2 separate regions of the Ovis aries genome follow, and region 1 is linked to region 2. The links are chromatin contacts, called in public Hi-C maps. All regions are on one chromosome and are shown on one strand. The core of a region is the stretch at or near the end of the contact, and the rest is flanking DNA. Distances in the headings are between cores, read along the strand shown.

Region 1 (3,828 bases), core at 278-2,777, 72 kb before region 2:
TTGATGATCCAGCGGATGTTGGCAATTTGATCTCTGGTTCCTCTGCCTTTTCTAAAACCAGCTTGAACATCTGGAAGTTTATAGTTCACATATTGCTGAAGCCTGGCTTGGAGAATTTTAGCATTACTAGCGTGTGAGATGAGTGCAATTGCACTCATCCCTTATAGTAGGGGGTGGCTAATGAGGTTTAAGAGTTGTTGGGAGAGCAGCATTGTCAGATAAAATGTGAATTTCCCAGTTAAATTTGAATTTCAGATAAACAATGAATAATTTTCAATTTACCTAATATGTGACTCAAGAGTAAAGAATCTGTCTCCAATGCAGGAGACTCAGGTTTGATCCGAGTCAGGAAGATCCCCTGGAGAAGGAAATGGCAACCCACTCCAGTATTCTTGCCTGGGAATCCCAAGGACAGAGGAGCCTGGAGGGCCACAGTCCATGGGGTCACAAGAGTCAGACCTGACTTAGCAACTAAACCACCACCACCATATAATATATTATTGTTTTCATTTACCAAATTGGCAACTCTACCGGTGAGGCTTCTGGGAAGCAAGCTAGAATACTTCTTTGGCCCTTTTCCCCCTTTCTCCTCTTTCCTGGGTTATGGATAGGAAAGCTGAGACTTCAGCAGCCATGTTGGATCATAAGGTTGAGAGAAAGAGGAAAGACTTGGGGTCCCTGATAATTGAACACCTTCCAACCTTTTAAGTGAGAATAAACTACTGACTTGCTTTAGCCACTAGTAGTACTTCTGTTATTTGCATCCAGTTGCTATTCCTAACTGACACAGTCATAATAACAAGTGCACTGTTAACTTAGCTGTTAAGTCTGTTTACTCTGTGTCATCTGCCTCTTATGTAACACAAGCTACTTCACTTTCACTTAAGTTTTTTAAGACCTAAAGAGGGACGGATGGTGCTCTTTCTACCCTCTGAAATGACAGCCCCTCACCATGAATTTCTACATGACATTATTGCCTTTTTTACAAATAACATATATGTATTTTGAGCACTTGCTTCAGGTGATTAATAATAATAATAATAATAATAATAATATTACTAAAGCAGAACAGTTCTAATCTCTGCACAAATATTTGATCTGAAACCTCAAGTCCCATCAAACGATACTCTGAAACCCCAGAATTATTATTTCAAATCAGTAAAATCACATTTGAATTTTGATCTTTTGCTTAGAGAAAAAAAATTTATATAGTGTAGGTCTTCATTAGCCCTTATATTGACAAACGTTCTTCTCTGTGGTAAAGATTAGCTGAGCATAGTCATGTGCACAGGTAAAGTTGATTTGCAAAGCTCCATCGATAATTCAGGAATGATATAAGCCCTAACTCCTCCAGGCTTGTTAGCAAGTTGACTTCTTTGAATGTTCCCTGTGAGTCATGTGGGGAAATTCAGGGGGTCATAGGATTGGCCTCGTTATGTATGAGGTCAAGCTAAATAGCTTAGCTCTGCTGGGTGTGCAGAGGAAAAGAGGTTCCTGGGCTGTGAACTGTATAAATCCCTGCCCTTCCTTTTGCAGTGGAATCTTTCGAAGGTTAAGTCATAGTAAATAATCAACTAAGATTTCTCAGATTGGCCGCATTTACCTTTCTCTGAAAAAAAAAATTTTCCCCATGAAGACAAAGCAACTTTGGCATGAGAGCAATATTTCCTTTTAGGCCTTCCTGCTTCAGACATTCAGAAAACAAGATCAGGCCTGGCCTAACTGGCAGAGGCTGCCTGGGGCAGACAGCTAGACTTGCCATGTGGGTGAGTGGAGGTGAATTAGAATTTAAGAGAAGGGAAGGGAAATTCCCATTTCATGTTGTAAGATTCTGCACAAGCCTTTCAGAGGTGAGCAGAGTCTTGCCCTTCACCTATCATTGGGGGTAAATGATTAACTCCTGAAATCTGAGGAGTATATGTATATATATTATAATATATACATTGTTAACAAGTAATGCACAAATTGAATAAGATTGACCTAGAAGGTCTGACTTTGGTATTTGGTGACAGGTCATGATACCATGATTGTTAGCTCAGGAAAATTGACAGATGAGCATATTTGTACATGTCCATATTACAGATGCAAATAAAAGTTGACTGATGTGAATTGTGGGGGAAAAAAAACATATCTGCTGAGTAGTATTATCTATGCAATGTTAAGGGGGAAAAATTGTAATTTTTTTTTTTGTTCAGAGTGCATTAATTTCTATTTTGACCACAGCATATTGATTATATTTATATTGAATACCCATCCAGCAAGCATTCACTGAGTGCCTACTATGTCCCAGGCTAAGTACGATGTGCTGGCAATGCACCCAGTAGTATAGGGCTGATAGCTGAAAGCATAATAATGCCTTTGAACTTCACAAGTAGGTTAGAATTTTACAAGACCCCTCTATTCTCTTCCCTCAACAAGAACACAGCCTGAGCCAGCCACCTGCCTTGGACTGTGATCTCTTAAGACAATGACAATTGCTGTTTAAAACAAAAGTGCACATGGGCTTATCTGTAAGTTTTTCCTTTCTTTTAACAACCTTATTAGAAGCCCCGTAGTAAAAATTAAAAGACCTTTTTTTGTTAGAAATCTTTTCTCTGCTAGTGAATAATAACAACTTTGGTCAAGTTTTTAAATTTTTCTGAGACTAGATTTAAATATTTATAAAATGAGATGGTAGAAAGTAGGGCTAGGCTGAGTTAATGATTCAGTTTTAGAATAAGCAATAAGAGAAGGTTACTAGCCACTAACAAACGGTATGATCTCAGGGTAGTCACTCAAACTGCTTAAAGACTCAGTTTCCTTATCTGAGAAATGGGAATAATGTGCTTATTGTTAGAATGAAGTGGGTTAATGGGTATCACACCTGGTTCAATGCAAGGCATAGCAGAAATACCCCGTGAATGTAACAATGTTCATCCTACTAAAAAATTATCTGTCTTGGTCTATTGTATGTATATATGTGTGTGTGTGTATGTATCTCTCTCGTTCTCTATCATCTCTCTATCATCACTGTTATCTTAGTGGTTAACTGAGGTATGTCAGCATCCTAGGGCACAAAAATGCAAAGGATTTTTTTTTTTTACCCTGCCAATCAGTGTCTAGCCCCTCTTTCTATCCCTCAACAACATCTAGGGCAGACTGTAGAAATTTTCAGTTTTTAAAAGCTAGGTCCATGCAGTTTGAATCTTACTCTAGTTCACAGCTTCTCTCCTCCCTCCGCCCTTCCCTAGGCTCGGGTGCATTGGCAGAGAGGAGGGAAAGAGGAGGGGACACACCTCTTAACCGGCCACCCGCCTCTGCAGCCCTCTCACCACTGTGGGTCCTCTGCCTCAGGCTGCCCCTGCTGGCACACTGATGCCTGAGGCTGGCAGCACACCGTGGATCTGGGGGCACCCTGTGGGGCTCCTGACTGTACAGATCAGTGACCTGGAGGGCCTGGCCCTGGGTGGACTTCCTGTCCTCTTGAGTCCTGCTGCGGCTCTTCCCCTCCCAGGCTGCTACCCTACGGCACTATTGCTCTAGCACCTAGCAAGGCGTCTCCATGCTCAAGTGTGATCTCGCTGGTATTTGAACTGTGCTCCAAGAATGCAATTTTTGCCCTTTAGATGCTTCAAGCTCCCATGGGTATCTACTTCTGGCTGAGACAGTTAATTGAATAATGGCATGAGAGGTTACATTATAGTCTTGATTTAATCCCAGTGATTTACTTGTCTTTCATTAGTTCAGATTCAAAGTCCTTTATTAGAAACAAGGGAGTTAGTATAATAAGCACTTTGTATGTATATTTAAAATATATAATTATATATGTTATTTATATAATATATTAAA
Region 2 (4,056 bases), core at 1,215-3,714:
TTTAACGTAGGTGGATTATAGAGAAAATTCAGTGAGGTATTTCTATGGTGGTGCATAAGAAAGAAGGGTGGCTTTGGAGATAATGGCTCTGAGGCTTCCAGAAAATCAGCTTTTGAAAAAAGAAATCAGATTTCTGCCGAAATGATAGTTAATCCTGTGATCTTCCATGAAATGTAGTTCATAGACAATCACCACCCAGTAACCTAGGATTATTTGTTAAAAATGAAGAATGAGGGCTCCTACCCTAGACTATGGAATCAGAATCTCTGAATGTGGTGCCTGGTAATCTACTTTTTTACTAATAATCTGTGCTGATATTTCTTACACGCACAAAATTTCAGAACCATCAATATGGTGTTAGAAATACAGGATTTTCCAACACCTAGTTGTGTGACTGTGGGCACTTCACTTGACTTCTCTGAGCTTCAGTTTCCTCATCTATCAAATGAGGTAATGACTTCTTAGAGGATGATTTATTAAAACAATAATGTGTGTGTAGTAGATACTGCTGCTTACCTACCTGATTGCCATTTTCCAGCTCTCCTTTTCTTCTCCACCTGTAGAGCCCAGTTTTGTTTGAGTAGGGTGTGTTCCGTGTGTTCAAGGAAACTGAACCATTGTGATTGACCTAAGACAATATTGGCAGTCTCATTCCTCTTGACACTGGTTGGTTTAAGTTTCTGTAAGTCATTTGATCCTGGACAATGAGATGCGGGGGTATTCTGTACAGACCTTCTGGGGTACAGTTTCCCAACCAATAAAGAGACAAGTAGGAGGTGTCCTTTTCTAGATTTTGAGATTTGTATGTGGCATCTGGTATCATTTCAGTCGTGCAACCACAAGAGGAGATGTTGTCTGCGTGCCTAGAATGTCAGTGTTGGAGGATGGATCCTCCAGGATGTTGTTTTGCTGCTCAACCAACCCTGGAAGCAGCCACTCCTCACCAGTGGCTATGAGATAGGAAACCCCTACTGCTTAAGCATGTTTTGGTTAGGTACTCTTATACCTGAAAGCATTCTGATGGACATGGCAGGTAATGCCCTGAGCATAATGCCTCATACGTAATATTTGCACAATAAAAGGCAACTATCATTATCACCATCATCATCAACAGAAATGCTGGATTTCTTATCTGTTAAATTTAGGGCGGAGATTATAGTGATAATCCTATTACAAGACATACCTGCTCAAAAATAATTACTGAAAGTTTGCATTAATTCTCCTTGGTTTCCATTCTTTGTTTCAACCTATTGGAATCATGGTGGTTCTATTATTTAACATATGACTATATCTGCTCTCCTTCCCAGCCTAGAGTTTGTCACTAATTTGAGGGATTTTTCAGCATTTAAAATTTTCGCTCAAATTTGGCCTCTGCGGAAAGATTGTAGGATTTGAATAGGAGAGATAGGCTTCCATATTGATGGTAGGAACACACTATGACTGAGAGTTATTCAGGAAACAAGCCTAGTTTCATGATTTGTCGTGAGTGGTCCCAAGTTAAGCACTATATAGGCATTTGGAGGGCAGCTTGCAGAATGTAAGGAGTTGAAAATTTGTCCCATGAATCTCATGAGGCATCTGGGGCAGTTAGCTGAAGTTAGGTGCCCTGCCCAAGGTCATTCAACAATGGTGTGATCAAAAAGGAATTAGAATTCATGGTCACAGTGCCTGGGATTCCTGTACGTGATGTTACTTGGGGGCAGCAGCAATTATTGTGGCAACAGTATCTCCGGAGAATGAGGGGACGGAAAACGGTGGAGTCAGTCTCATTGACTCATAGAATAGTACAACAGCCAAAAACCTCAGGAACTGTCTGATCCAACACTCATTTTACAGAGGAAGAAACTGACATCCATAAAGGTCAAGTGATGTTTCCAAGATTACATGGCCAACAAGTGGCAAAGCAGAGATGAGGACTTCAGTCTTGTGATGCTTGGCTTTCTGCTTTTTCCCTGTATCATTTCTGCAAAACTTATTTCAAAACACTCTTTCTAGAGTTTCCTGACATGAGAACTGCAAATATGTGGCAACATTGTAAAGCAGACTGCATTCTCTTATTAGAGCCATTGCTTAATTTTAATATATTTTACTGTCTAGTTTTATCAAAACTTCCTGGATTTCTTCTGAATTCCTAGCAGTTGTGCTAGGCAAGTACTTACTTTCATGACTGCTTTATCAAGCCATATTTGTGAAATGTGTCCATAATGTAAAGAGATAACCCTTTTGTGGCTCTAGAATTTAGCGTTATTTGTTTAGTGTTATACTCAAATAGCATGGATGAAAATTGGGGAATTATTCCTTATGACTAAACTATCATGGAGCACCAACTACATGTTAAGAATTGGTCTTGACACAGCACACATCATGATATGTCATTTTTATCCTTATAAAAAAGCCTGAAGAAGTTTATACTCCTATGGCTGTTTTACAAATGAGAGAAGCAGGGATCAAGGTCACATAGCTTAAAATCGTACAGATGGAATAAGAAGCCTGGTCCACTTGAATCCAGAACCCTTGATGGATTTGAAAAATAGAAGGAAAGGGAATTCTGACAAAGAACTGATTTGGGGTCCAAGGCACAGACCACAGGAGACAGTATTGGGAGTGAGTCATTGGGGTCATCTGCAGCGGCAAAGAGGACACTGAATTCCAGGAAGAGCAATCACCAGAAATCAAGAGGTTCGCCTATTTCACAACATTGCCTGACATTGGCCCTGATTCTGAATATCTATCAAAAATATGTTTGGTTTGGAAGGCAACCTGGCACCATCCACCAGCCAGTTGGACATGCCAAGTAGGGACTGAGGTTTTCAGACTGACATTTCACTAGCAAAGGAATTGTGCTATTGATTCTGAATTATGGGGAAGAAGAAGCCTCATCTGGCATTGGCAGATGCAACATAGGGCGGGAGTTTAGAGCACGGGCTATGGATTTAGACTTGATCTGTTTAGTGGCAGGTCACCAGTTACCAGGAATGAGACCCTGGACCAGAGACTTTTACCTGTGAATTCTCACATCTGAAACAGGGTAATAGTAGCCCTTTCCTCAGAGTCTTGTGTGGTTTCAGTGAGACAATGCATGAAAACCACTGGGGCAGAGTCAGGCAGGCAGTAGCAAGAAGTGTTCACAGTCACCACCATCACCGGTGTTGTTACTCTGCACTAGGGGAACCAGGAGAGCAGGGCTCCACTTTCTCGCTTCCTCTACAGATCTACACTCCTGCTTTCTTCAGGAGGTCACACACATTTTCAGGGCTATAGTGTCATGATAGAGAGTCAACAGCAGTGTGTGCTTCCTGAGGCACCCCTGTGCCACGTTGGAAGTAAGGCAGAGAGGAAGAGAGTGCCTGGCTACCACCGTGGGCTGTGTGTTATACTCACTCATGATAATTCTGTAAAAGTAGATCGTGTCTGAGCTAGACTTAAAGTCAAACTTCCATGTTTCTAAAATGACAAAATTTCATTATCTCATTTGTGCTCTAAAACAAGCGCAAGGGTGGAATGATTTGGGAGAATGGCATTGAAACAGGTAAATTATCATATGTGAAACGAATCTCCAGTCCCGGTTGGATGCATGAGACCGGGTGCTCAGGGCTGGTGCACTGGGATGACCCAGAAGGATGGGATGGGGAGGGAGGTAGGAGTGGGTTTCAGAATGGGGAACACATGTACACCCATGGCTGATTCATGTCAGTGTATAGCAAAAACCACTTACAATATTGTAAAGTAATTAGCCTGCAATTAAAATAAATAAATTTATATTTTAAAAAATAAATAAATAAAATACTTAATCTGACAAAGAATAAGTAAATAAAACAAGCACAAATTCACCAAGGTGACTGGGTGATGACATGGAGATGCCGACAGCACTGAAGAAGAATTTATTACTTGTATTTCCTGGAAGGAGTGGCCATGCCGTGCCACATAGGGCCATAAGGAGGCAGAAAGGAGCCAGAGAAAAGCCTAGGCCAGAGCCTTTATTGGGGTTTCAGCAGAAAAGACATGACAAGGCAGAGTAAACCGTTAAAATGGGCTAGTTTGACTAATTCTGGGGGG

What was found. Hi-C and Micro-C count contacts between places; a contact is called where the count stands out from the background.
Region 1: a Hi-C map of mixed tissues shows a contact between it and region 2, with 2.7 times the contacts expected there. The contact joins two enhancer-like sites. A contact is called at or near these places in 3 of 16 Hi-C or Micro-C datasets (liver, mixed tissues and muscle).

Annotation. Positions count from the first base shown.
Region 1 is chr3:129,469,115-129,472,942 of ARS-UI_Ramb_v3.0, reverse strand. No RefSeq gene overlaps it. Among named protein-coding and RNA genes, the nearest start is that of TRNAE-CUC, 67 kb to the right of the region's middle. Within about 2 kb of position 1,527, at least 7 of the 54 cell types and tissues checked have an H3K27ac peak or open chromatin away from gene starts, as enhancers often do.
Region 2 is chr3:129,397,634-129,401,689 of ARS-UI_Ramb_v3.0, reverse strand. No RefSeq gene overlaps it. Among named protein-coding and RNA genes, the nearest start is that of TRNAE-CUC, 4.7 kb to the left of the region's middle. Within about 2 kb of position 2,464, at least 6 of the 54 cell types and tissues checked have an H3K27ac peak or open chromatin away from gene starts, as enhancers often do.